Regions from separate parts of the Mus musculus genome. Here region 2 is linked to region 1. A link is a contact called in public targeted proximity ligation data. All regions are on one chromosome and are shown on one strand. The core of a region is the stretch at or near the end of the contact, and the rest is flanking DNA. Distances in the headings are between cores, read along the strand shown.

Region 1 (3,361 bases), core at 268-2,767:
TCCCAGAAATTGGACAGTTGGAGTTTAATTTTTGCTTTTGATTGTGACTGTGCCCTGATATTTTTCCCTCTTGAAGGAAGAAAATATTTTAGTTAAGAGACTTTTAATTGTAAAAAGACTTTAAATTTTAAAAGATATTGGATATTTTAAAAGGATTGAACTTTTACTATGTAAAGACTGTGGGACTTGTAAGGTTGTTTAGACCTTGGGGATGAACAAGAACGAAGGGTTGAGGCTTACTATTGATGTGTTTGTGTGTCAGGTTGATAAGGGGTCATTTGTAGTGGCTGGTTTTATGTGTCAACTTGACACAGGCTGGGGTTATCACAGAGAAAGGAGCTTCAGTTGGGGAAATGCCTCCATGAGATCCAGCTGTGGGGTATTTTCTCAATTAGTGATCAAGGGGGAAAGGCCCCTTGTGGGTGAAACCATCTCTGGGCTGGTAGTCTTGGGTTCTATAAGAGAGCAGGCTGAGCAAGCCAGGGAAGCAAGCCAGTAAGGAACATCCCTCCATGGCCTCTGCATCAGCTCCTGCTCCCTGACCTGCTTGAGTTCCAGTCCTGACTTCTTTCAGTGATGAACAGCAGTATGGAAGTGTAAGTCAAATAAACCCTTTCCTCCCCAACTGCTTCTTGGTCATGATGTTTGTGCAGGAATAGAAACCCTGTGACTAAGACACATTCTATAAGGAGTTATTGGCTGATCTGAGGGGGAAAAAAAGGAAAGGCTGGGTTGCTAAGAGGCAGTCAAGACTGTGAGATGGTCACTTACAGCATGGGGTAATCAGGTACTGAGACAGTAGCTTTGAGCATGGACCTCTGGAATCAGGGCACTTCTGGATGGACAACACCTCCTACAGACAGACATCGCTGAGGAAGAGCAAGGGAGGAGGGTACAGGAGAACAGGTCAGAGTCTTAAGGTGCCCCATCAAAAGCAACAGAGGTCAGTTGGGAAACAGAAAGCAAAAAGAGTTTGAGAAGTCCTGTGCTGGCTAGTTTATGCCAACTTGACACAAACTTAAGTCATCAGAGAGGAGGGAGATTCAATTGAGAAAATGCCTCCATAAGATCCAGCCAGAGGGCATTTTCTTAATTAGTGACTGATGGAGAGGGCACAGCCCACTGTGGGTGGGGCCATCCCCTGGGCTGGTGCTCTTTAGTTCTATAAGCAGGATGAACAGGCCATGAGGAGCAGGCCAAAGCAGGACCCCTCCGTGGCCTCTGCATCAGCTCCTGCCCTGACTTCCTTCGATGATGAACAGCAATGCGGAAGTGGAAGTGCAAGCCAAACAAACCCTTTCGCTCCCAACTTGGTTTTTGGTCATGGTGTTTCACTGCAGCAATAGAAACCCTAACAAGGTCAAGCAACATTCCCTGGCCTTTTCTTTTTCTTTCACCCCACACCCTGTGACTGACTATGTAACCCAAGGTGGCCTTGAAAGTGAGGTCCTACTCTGGCCTCTTCATTCTCCTTCTCCAAAGTGTTGGAATTGCAGGCATGTGCCAGCCTGCATGGCTCACTATCTAACTTGCTTATAAAAGACCGCTGCCAGGCATGGACCACAGTGGACTGCGGTAACACAGGAGCATGAAGATGAGGCCTGTGCACAGAGAGGGGAGGTGGCTTCGTGTATTCTGAGAAGGACAACCAGGACTGGTAAAGAATTAAATGTGCAGTGCAGAAGAGAGAAGTAAAGGTGACCTCAGAGCTTAGGGTAGGAAGAGCCAGTCTGAGGCAGTCACCCGGCACCCAAATGCAAATGGAAAGCGATAACTGGACAGAGGAACAGAGCTATGGGAGAGCCAGAGGAATATCAGCAAGAATGACTGGAAAGCCAATAGTACTTCAAGCCTAGAGCCAAGCCAAGGCCATCAGAGGGGTCTGCGGTCTGCAGAGAAGGCAGGCTAAGCGTCCAAAGTTGAGCTGTGGAAGAGGAAAGAGCACAAAGGGGTGTGGGCCATGAGCTGGAGGACCTGGACTCACTCACTCATCAGTAGATACAAAGGCGGAATGACAAGTAAGGTCAGAGAAGGAAAGGGGGTTGGGGGAGGGTTATATTTATTAGTGCTGGTGTTTAGCTTTTGGCCAACTCAGGTTTGGCTCCCAAAAGCTCTCAGCATACAGAAGGGAAGCGAAGAGCAGCCGCAGCAGCCAGAGGTAGGTCGGGAGTGTGCGAGCAGGCACACCTTGCTAACCCAGGGATAAACATCAGAGTTTGGGAAAGGAGCTGGGTTAGACAATAACTTATCAGAACACAGCAACTCAAAATTCCCTTCTAGATCCAGCCTGTAACTGTCCATTCTGGTGTTTGCCTTCAGTTAGGTCATACCCACTCCGAGTTCCTGGCCTGATGCACATCGGGAGTTGCTTCCTCATTTGGGTAAGGGTTTGCTCTGCTTCTAGGAATGGAGTCCTGGGATTCTCTGTGCCTGATGAAAACACAGAGGCCTGGAAACAGAGGTTTATGCAAACAAGTTGTTTGCTTAAAAAACAAAGTCTTAACAAGAGTCAGCACACACCATGTGTCCTTGTGCATGACTTTGCTCCAGAACACCTGAGGCAAGTTTCAAAACTGGATGAAACTTCATTGGTCTTTCTTAATTTTATGTATTCAATTTATTAATTCTATGTGTGAGTGTTTTGCCTGCCTGAACGTATGTGTACCATATGTGTGTGTTCGGTGCCTTCAGAGGTCAGAATAGTGCATCAGACCTTCTGGCACAGAAGTTCATGGATGGTTGTGAGCCACCATGTGGGTACTGGGAATCAAACCCAGGTCCTCTGTAAGAGCAATGAGTGCTCTTAACTGTTGAGCAATTTCTCCAGCCCTGAAATTTCATCCATCTTAATTAAAGCAGAAAATACACAAAATTCAGAACAATGGGAATGCACTGAAATAGTTCTTGTTATACGTGTTTTATATCATTCAATAAATCAATGATTTTTCCCAAAGAAGATTCCAGCATTTCCTAACAGCATTTTCCCCATCTCTCTGCAAAAGGGGGGCTTCTGGGAGATAGCAGTGGGACAGCAACATGTGAAGGCTTCCTGTGACTTTATCTAACTAACTGTAACATAAGCTGAGGCCTCACAGTGCTAAGTCAAGAAGTAGAGAGAAGGCAAGCATACTACTCAACACTCTGAGAGCTGATGTGCAGGGTCCTTCAGAATTCCACAAATGATTGCTAGTTCACAGAAAACAAGCTTTCATTGAGTTTGGCCAGGTCAGCTGTTCAGGAAGCACCCAGAGTTTAGCATCCTGGGCACCAGTGACAGGCCCAACCACTTTGGAAGTCACAACTCTAGATTCTCACGAAACTAAAGAGTTGACCCTAGGCTCCTCCCTAAGCAGATGGTCTC
Region 2 (3,361 bases), core at 383-2,882, 170 kb before region 1:
GAGCCCCATGAAATAAGTGCTCTGAAAATGACTAAAAAGGGAACAAATGTTTTAATGCCCTGTCCCAGCAGGCTGGCCGCAGCAGACATGGACAGTAAGTGGCCACAGGGCTCCCTGCTTGTGATGGGGTGATTATGGTGTGACACCCTGGTGGTGTGGGAGGAAGTTCTCAGTGTGCTTGCTATGAAGCCTAAGCGGTAACGAGGGATCTAGACAGGCACATGTTCAGAAACTCAATCACATGGCTTCTAACCCTAGGGCTTGTGGTGTAAGATCAATATTAATGCTTCAAGTCCTCTAAGAAACTGCCAAGGACCACCAGACCCCGTGGGCTGGATCTCTTCTGTTCTTTAATTCTCGAGACGCTTCCCAGGGCTTTAATGGCATGCCAGGATGGAGAGAAATGGAAAGTAGCTTTCAGAGGAGCGAGTACCAAGTTAAACACTTCAGATGAGACGAGGCAAAAGCTCGGCTTGGGATCTCTCTCTATTACATGATGGGATGTACAGAAGGACCTCTGTGTAAAAAGCTAAGACTGTGTGGTGGCAAAGTGGGTGCACACATATACCCACGATCCTCAGGATCTGAGCTCCTCCACTCCTTCAGTGCTGAAGCCCCAGAGCTACATCTCATGGAGCCCAAAATTGACTCAAAATAGTAAGCACTAAAACCAAGTGATTACCTAAGAGCATCTAACAGTGGAAGCAAGTCAGTTTGCCAGGATATCCACTCTATAGAGTTCTCAGAGCAGAGAAGATGCCATTTCAAAAGCAATTCTGAAATTTTGTTCTGACTTTCCCTGGGTATAACCCATGCCCCTATTTTAACAGTATCCCTAGCTGTTTACAGTCTGGAGGGAAGGAGCCTGTAACTGCTTCTTGTCATCAGATGGAAGGAGTTATTCCCTAACATGGGCACTGAAAGACTCGCTGCGCTGTGCTGTGCTGGGAGGCGGCTCAGTGTCAGAGTGCTTGTCCAGTATGCAGAAGGCTGCAGCTCCAACACCCACACCCCAAGAAAAGGGAATTCAGCAACTGAGAACAGTAACAAACCGTATGTGTGCTTGGATTTTTTTTTTTTTTCTGTACTAACAACTCCAAGATGGAGTGATGCATATCAGGCCACTGGGTCAAGAGACAGTAAAGGAAACTAGACAATTTCATCATATACATCAGGTGTTGACATTTTGTTCTTACTAGCCTTTACTGCGAATTCCGGGTTAGCTGCTTGTCAAAAACACTGTTATGATGATGAAAGTGGTTTGGGGGCTGCCCCACCTGCAGCTGAAGGCTCCCTTCCTCAAGGGGCCCCTTCTGACCTGCCCTCTCACCTCATGGGTAACGTGACCCCACCGCTGCATTCTGGGATGGCACGTTCCCACTACTGCTGTTAACAAGGTTCAGCGGTAACGGGAGACACTGCCTCTCATTTCTGTGATTCTTCTGGAGACGTGTAGTTGGGCAGGGACAGTGATGACTCTACTGTGGTTTTACTAGTCCCTGTCCTAACTCCTCACTTCTGTACAGCCACATAGTGGCTGGCGTACAAGGACAAACAGAGTGGCCACATGCACAAAAGCTGTGACTCTGGGCCTGTGAGCAACACTCTGCCTCCCAAACAACCCAGCCCAGCCCGCGTGATTCATCAAGGAACAAGTGTGAGTCACGGCTATTAGCAGGGGTACACCTCATTTGAAGACAGCTGACCCGCAGCAAGAATATCTTCACAAACTCCCTTCAAAATAGATGTGGATTCTGTTTCTTTATTGCCTAGGCTTGAAGAACCTCAGGTCTCCCACCCATGACTCAAGAACAAACATTCTTGCCATGTCATGTGGAGAAGCAATGAAAAGACTTGAGGATGGCCAAAGAACTATGGTATGGGTCAACCGGCTTTATGAAGACAAGTCACAACCTGAGTGCCCTTAGGGGGACAACAGGGTCCTCTGTACCTGCATCCAGAAGCAGCTTGACGATCTGGAAGTTGGAGTGGGACACGCTGTAGTGGAGGGCAGTGTTGCCATTGCCGTCCGCCATGTTGATGATGTACCGGAGCACGTCCGGGGAGACAGCCTCGAACGCGGCGATGTAGTCGCCCACCATGGCTGGCACGGCGGACTTCTGACTGGACACTCGGAACCAATCGTGCTGGAGGGTGTTCAGACAGATCCTCTGCCAAAACACCAACTTGCTGTTAGTTCTATTTATAGCTCTCTCTCTCTCTCTCTCTCTCTCTCTCTCTCTCTCTCTCTCTCTCTCTCTCTCTCTCTCGTGCAACCAAAAGCCCAAGCAACCAGGCCTTTTATAGTCAAAATGTGTACTCTCAGCATCTGCTTTTAAAAGCTGCTGCAACCCAGCACCTCAAGAGCAGCTTCAAACAACAAACTTGAGCTCTCCTCTTCTGGTTTTAAATCGCCCCGTCCACACCGTGGTCACTAAGAAACAACATGCAAGGGGGTTTAGAGCCAGAGCCCAGAGAGTCAATGCCAGACTCTACTACTTATGAATGCATGATTCTGAGAAACTTCCTTATTCTGCATCCTAGTTTCCATGTCTTAAAAAAAAACCCAAACCACCAGCAACAAAATCGCTCATTTTATAGTATCTATAATGAGGTCAACACTTAGGCCTGTCTCTACTTTTGAGCTGTTTGTGTTTACTGAGCTAACGGATCTTTCCAGTGATTGTTCATTGGAGTTAGGGAGAAATCAGCACTCCGGCAGCTGTGTTGCTTCCTGACCCAGACCGACTAACTCCATCTTTTCTACCCCACCAGGCTGGGAGATGAGGCTGGCCTAGGCTGCCACATAGCAAGTTCCAGACCAACGTGAGCTACAGTGTGAGGTGCTGTCTCACGGAGCAAATTGGGACAATCTAAGTCTAGCACTAGTAGTCCGACATGATGGCTGCCACTTTAGCGATACTTTTATTTGCTGTGTGTGGACAAGTGCACTCAGGTTAGATGCACATGCGGAGGTCAGAGGACAACTCGAAGATGTTGGCTGCTTTCTGTCACAATATGGGCCCTAGGGATCAAACTCAGGTTGTCAGGTTGACAGTAAGCATCTTTACCCACTCCACTGAGCCATCTTGTAGGCCCTGGAGACACATTTCTCAAGGCCTCATATACTAAGGCTGGGTTTGGCTAGTGAGGTCTCATGGGCACATGTCCCTGTGTACTTGTTTGTGTTCAAGCCTGTGACAGCCACAGCCGGCTTTTTAACAGACCATGCCAGGCCCTATCCTCGGTATTCCAGCTATGTGTCTAGGATTAGATAACTCCTGAGGTCTCATTTGGTTCTAGGAGCTCCACAGTCTCAGAGCCTTGCAAGTCACCTGAGCAGCAGCCACTGACTTAGATG

Evidence for each region.
Region 2: a targeted proximity ligation map of heart atrium shows a contact between it and region 1, with 6 read pairs. A contact is called at or near these places in 1 of 39 promoter capture datasets (pre-B cells), 1 of 484 Hi-C or Micro-C datasets (nephron progenitors), 1 of 130 datasets of targeted methods (heart atrium) and 1 of 9 other capture datasets (adipose tissue).

What each region holds. Positions count from the first base shown.
Region 1 is chr19:25,251,992-25,255,352 of GRCm38.p6, reverse strand. All of the region lies in intron 1 of Kank1 (KN motif and ankyrin repeat domains 1), which reads right to left. Among named protein-coding and RNA genes, the nearest start is that of Kank1, 17 kb to the right of the region's middle.
Region 2 is chr19:25,426,787-25,430,147 of GRCm38.p6, reverse strand. It overlaps Kank1 (KN motif and ankyrin repeat domains 1), which reads right to left. Exons shown (of 14, transcript NM_181404.6): 10 at 1,952-2,171. Among named protein-coding and RNA genes, the nearest start is that of Gm26207, 26 kb to the left of the region's middle.